Linked DNA regions of Gossypium hirsutum: region 1 is linked to region 2. A link is a contact called in public Hi-C data. All regions are on one chromosome and are shown on one strand. Each heading gives the region's core, a stretch centred on a gene start, on an enhancer-like site or on the middle of the called end of the contact. The rest is flanking DNA. Distances are from core to core; before and after follow the strand shown.

The links. A called contact is a pair of places that touch in the nucleus more often than the background predicts.
Region 1: a Hi-C map of leaf shows a contact between it and region 2, with 2.4 times the contacts expected there. The contact joins the promoter of LOC107917916 here to the promoter of LOC107916766 in region 2. A contact is called at or near these places in 13 of 34 Hi-C or Micro-C datasets (callus, fibers, hypocotyl and 3 more).

What each region holds. Positions count from the first base shown.
Region 1 is chrA01:33,053,050-33,056,051 of Gossypium_hirsutum_v2.1, forward strand. It overlaps LOC107917916 (CSC1-like protein At1g10090), which reads left to right and starts at 1,529. Exons shown (of 13, transcript XM_016847332.2): 1 at 1,529-1,837; 2 at 2,291-2,749; 3 at 2,959-3,002. The coding sequence starts at 2,469.
Region 2 is chrA01:32,823,899-32,826,860 of Gossypium_hirsutum_v2.1, forward strand. It overlaps LOC107916766 (squalene monooxygenase SE1), which reads left to right and starts at 1,464. Exons shown (of 8, transcript XM_016846135.2): 1 at 1,464-1,872. The coding sequence starts at 1,639.

The sequences.
Region 1 (3,002 bases), core at 279-2,778, 230 kb after region 2:
GTAATTCCTTTTCTTAACTAATCAAAATTTACCAACTCCAACACTATACCCTCACAAACACCCACTCGTATAGACAAGTTCGGCATAATTGAGTTTCTATTAAAACAGATCCGGAAAACTCGTACAAATATAATTATTTTAAATTTTGAAATAAATATCAAATTATGCTTTCAAACTTTGCATGTGAACTCACCATAATATGATTTTATTTTAAAAAAATAAATTACATACAATTTCATTTTAGACACCCAAAATAAAAAAGTTTATAATTTGAGCACCCACGTTATATAGTTCAATCACTCTCGTTAAAATTACAAAACGGCAAGCTAATGTAGCAGTTAAAAGATTCAATATAATAACAAATTTTTCCTTCAACTTTTACATATTATATCGATTTAATCATAATTTTAAAAAATTAACCTCAAAATTATGAGTAAATCGATATAATATATAAAAGTTGAGGGCTAAATTTATTATTATACTAATTTTTTTATAAATCACATCAACTTGTTGTTTGTGATTTTAATGGGAGTGACCAACATGACTAAATTATATAACATGAATGATTAAATTGCAAATTCTTTTTGGGGGGCTAAAATTAATTTTTTTTATAATTGAGTGATTATTGTGTAGTTTACCCAAAATAAAAAGACGAACACGTTCATATTAATAATTAATAATTTGTATACAAAAAATTATTTTAACAAATTTTCAATTGAATTGATTCTTTGTATTAATATTTTTTATTATATTAAAGACATTTTAATAAATTTTTAATTAAATTAATTTCTAATTAACTCGTTATACTAAGTTAATAAAGAGTTTAATACAACTACAATTATAGACAACAAGTATAGATACATAGGCTGGCTGTTTAAAGGGTTTAAGGGGGCCTCCCCAAAAAGAAATTGAAAAATTATGATTTTTCATTGAAATTTTTAGAAAATTTTAATTAAGTGTTCAACTTTTTTGTAAAAATTTATTTTTCTCTTGAAGTTTTTAAAAAATTTGAATTAAACTCTTCAAATTTTTAAAAATTCTTATTATACCTTTTAAATTTGAAAAAAATAATTAAAATAACTTAAAATATTTGAAAATTTAAATTAATCTCATAAAACCCCAATTTTTTTAAAAGAAATTTCATTAAACTCTTAAAACTTTTGAACTTGTGAAAAAATCAACGATTGTCATTGGTCACCGACCGCAACTCCACTTCAAATAAAATACGTCGGGAAGCACGATAATAAAATCCACAAACTGGCGTGAAGCCAGCCAACTAGAAAAAACTGTAGCAGATATGGCGGTTGTACATGGAGTAAGTAGGATCCCACATTTTTGTACCGTTACCTTATTGTTGGCCACGTGGCGCTTCCGTCGTTGTCGTGGTAAGAAAATCATTGCTCTTTTTTACATGTTTGTCATTATTTTTATTAAATAATATAATTATTACTAATAAAATGACTCTTTACACGTGGCATTCGCTGGAATCTTCTTCCCTAATAGAAAAACTATAAACTCTTTTTTTGCGTGTGTATGAACTAATTTTTTTTTTCAATAAATGAAATTCCTTGAAGATAATACAATCTTTTATAAAAAATTATTTCCGAATTAAGGCTCTTTATTTCTTTCTCTGTCAGCAAATTGGTCGAATTTTATTTTTGTTTTTATTTGAAGATGAAGGAAAAGCATAGCATTTGGCGTACAAGTGATAACTCACAATTTTCTTATGTATTTAGTTCCCTACTTTTTTAAGCCAACCATTTTGCTTCAGAATCTCTTTGCGTTGGGAACCTTTTCAAAGTTCTTACGCTTTTTTTGGCCTCTGATATTTTCCCAGGTACTTTCAGTTTATTTAATCTTTATTTTTTTCCTAGGTTGTTTAACTAAATTGATTTAATTTCGTTTGAGTTTCCTTCTTGAACTAATTGTTAGGAGCAATTTTTATTTTATTTTATTTTACTTGAGTTTTTGTATAATCTTTTGTCTTGGAACTATAGAGATTCATCGAAAGGAAAAAGAAGAAGAAATGGTTTGGAAATTTAGTCAGGTAGGAAAAAGATAGTTTAAAATTTTCGGTAGCTCTATTAGAAAGGAAATTAGAGTTAAAAACAACTTTTATTTAGGGGTTTTTTAATTTTTTAAAGTTTGATGATGTTTTTCGTCTGCGTTTAGTTTAAGCATTGTTTTTCTTACTTGAAATTTTATTGAAGTATTTTCTATTTTTTATTTTTGAGATTTGATCTATGAGAATGGTTTTAAATTTTGGTTTCTGAACTATGAAAATTCCCAGATCCATTTTGCAGCACTTGATTCTGTGTCAGATTGAGCCAAACTACTTTCTGCATTAGTAGTCATCAAAAGAACTCTGTTTTGAGCAAATTGGAAGTAATATTGACATGTCCTTTCTCGGTTCAGTGCTTTAGTTATTGAATTTCTTAAGCTTGAATAAAAGGTTAGAGGGAACTGAGATGGACATTGGAGCTCTTTTAACTTCTGCCGGAATCAATATAGCTATATGTGTTGTGCTTTTGTCTTTGTATTCCATACTGAGGAAACAACCGAGCAATGTTAGTGTGTATTTCATGCGGAGGCTTATTTCAGAACCAATAAAGCATAGTGATCCTTTTCACTTTGAGAGACTTGTTCCCTCTGCTAGTTGGATCGTGAGGGCCTGGCAAGCGACCAATGAAGAAATATTGGCTGCTGGTGGTGTGGATGCTCTAGTTTTCTTGAGAATAGTTGTTTTCAGGTGATTAAGTTTCTCCAGATGGAAAATTTTGATTTCTTCCAATTTTCTGAGGGAAAATTTTGCTACAAGTTTCTCCAAAAGTTTATGCTTGCAATTATATCCAAACATCTTTTAAAATGCTTTCATAATTCAATTATGGATGGTCAGTGTCTATTTTTTCTTCTGCTGGTTTACTAACTGCACTGCAATTTTCCTCCTGTTCTTTACAGTATTCGGGTATTCATCATTGCTGCTGCGATTTGTGTTTTTCTAT
Region 2 (2,962 bases), core at 214-2,713:
CCCGCAACGTGAACGTTGGCACAAAAAAATTGCTAAAAAAAGTTTGAAATTGTTTTTGGTGTTGACACCTACACTCCTAGTCTTATTAAAAATATTTTTTTGAACCGGAAAATACTCAATTTTTTAAAAAATACTCAAAAATATATATAGATGTTGGCTATAGTAGTGCCAACACCAAAAAAATTAATTTTTTTATCCCTGACTCAATCACAAAATAATGATTACATAACGATGGACAATTAATGTCAGTAGTGGAGATGCCAATACTACCCAATACTATTCAATACTATTTATTTCAAGTCACTTTCATTATACATTTTGAAATTAAATAATTTTCGTAAATAATAACATTTTACAGGTCATTTTTTAAAAAATCCCTCGGAAGGATATGGTGAAGTCTAAAAAGTCAAGTAAATGTGTAGCTCGCCCTCCTATACTTTTGAAAACGTAGATGGTGGGTAACTCTAAAGTCACATAATAAATATTATATTATTATATACTCATGAATAGAAGTGAAGGATTTGATATTTTTATTCTTTCTACTTTCTAAATTTTAAAATTTCGGTTCTTGTCAAATAATAATTATTTAATTTAAATAAAGTTATATTATTTTTAAAATTTGATGTGTGAAATATATTATCATATGTGCAATAATATGTTAACTAATTATTTTCACATATCATTTACAAAAAAATTTAGTTAATGAATTAATAATTGTCATTTCCATTAAGACTAACATTTTAAAATTTGAAAGTATGGTGACTTAGAATGATTTAATAAGAGAAATTAGACTAAATCTATAATTGTATAAATAGTATATGATTAATAATTGAATTTAACAAAATAAATTTAACTGTTACTATTTGAGTCAGGACTAAGTACAAAGACTAAAACTGACCATTTTAAAAATTACAGATACTAAAATAGATTAAAAAAAAACTACAACTTTTATAAAATACAATTACTAATAATAAACTTTAACCAATTGAAAAACAAAAATTTAAGCGATTGAAGTTGATGTTAGATAATTTAATTCCGATTTCATTGGAGCGGCAAGTTAGGAAGAATAATACCAAAAAGGTAGGTTAAGATACGCCATAAATCTTCATATTATTTAAAAATTTATAATTTAGTTTTTATATTTCTATTTTTATAAATTTAATCTTTTATTTGTTAAATTTTAAAATTTAAGTTCAACTATTAACATTGTTATTTTTATTTTTGGTTAAATTTGTTAATATGCTATTTCGAAATTAAAAATTAAAAGCACTTGGTAACTATATAACTAAAAAATATTATTGTAATGAATCTAAATTTAAAAGTTTAATAATTAGGACTGAATTTTGAAAATTAAAAGTATAGGGACTTCGGGCAGAATTTAACCTAAGAGGTAGGTGGTGAGAGGTGTGAGTGTGTAAACTGTGGGTGGAGTATAAAAAGGCCCACCGTTTCTCCCTTCCTGTATTACTTACTATTCGCTCGTGTTTCTAAAACAAATTCACGACTGCCAGCGAAGCCAAGTACAGCCGTTGCAGCCATCGAATTCTAAACTCCATAAAAACAAACAGAGAGATTTTTGACGTCCTTGTATACGCTTAGCTTTCTTTCTTTCTGGTTTAGTTTTTTGGCGACGGAGTAATGGCTGATTCATACGTGCTGGGATGGATCTTGTGTTCCGTGATGGCGCTGGTTGCGCTATGCGGTGTCGTTTTGAGAAGGCAGAAATGGAAGGGGATTTCCATGAGAACTGAGCCCCTGAAGACCGTCCTAACGAGTAACGGAGAATGCGGATCTGCTGACGCCAGCCACGCTGATGTCATCATCGTTGGAGCTGGCGTTGCTGGTTCCGCCCTCGCTCACACTCTCGGCAAAGTATTTCTTTCTTTTTCTTTGCATTTTCTTAGTAACCAATCAGGGAACAAGCAAAACATTTCTTTGTTTCGCTACTTCTTTTATTTCTTTCGTTTTTGAACAAGTTTAAAGTCCCCCCTATCCTTTATGTCGTGCCCGCACTTTCTCGGATCTTCTGCTGTTTAAAACGACATGCATCTTTTTCTTTTCCTTTTATTTATTTTTCTTTAAACAATTCTTTATGTATTTTCTTTTCTTTTCGAATGTGTTGTGGCTTCTCAATGTGCATCAGTAATATTAAAAAAATAAAAAATAAAAAGAGTTTAGCTGCCACGCCCGTGGGGAAAAAAATTTTAGCTCCCTAAACAAATTTTTTGGGCCCTTAAAAATTAAAAAGACCTTTTTTATACTCCTTAAAAATTAGAAAATAGTATTTTACCCTTTTCAGTTTTGAGCCTTGGTGGCCGCACCTGCCCCAGGACGTGCCTGTTAGCTGCCATGGATTCTGGGATTAATTTATGAGCATTATCATTATAAATCGATATCTACCATTTTTTGCATTTTAATAACGGTTCGTATCATTGACTGCTTCCCTTTTTTTACCTTTTAGCAATTATAATTGGAAGCTTATACCTAAATGAACTTGAAGAAAATGAACCGTCTCTTGCTATTAGCAATTTTTCAGACGTCAATTTCTTCATAATTAGTTACTGCCAATTTAAAACATCCTGTATACGAGCTGTCACGGACTGCCTAGGACAAGTAGAGACTTTTTGTTGCTTTGATAACTAATACTTTATGTTTCTTTGTGTGTTCCAAATTCTTCCCCCATACTAGATCGGATGTTGATTAATTTCTGTTACTTGAACTCGGGTGCAATCATCAGATACGAATATGTGCTCGATAAGAGTTTGTTCAAATTTTTTTCTAAATTTTTTATGTGTTTAGAGAACCCTTGGTTATATCCTTATATCCATGTTTGAATAGTCTCAAACACGGTTATTGCAGGAAAAAAAATTTAACTCTGCATTCTCTATGCCCCTTTTTTGTTCTGATGTCCTCTTTTTGTAGATTATATCCTAGCTAAGTGAATGAAGGAGGAAGAATATTA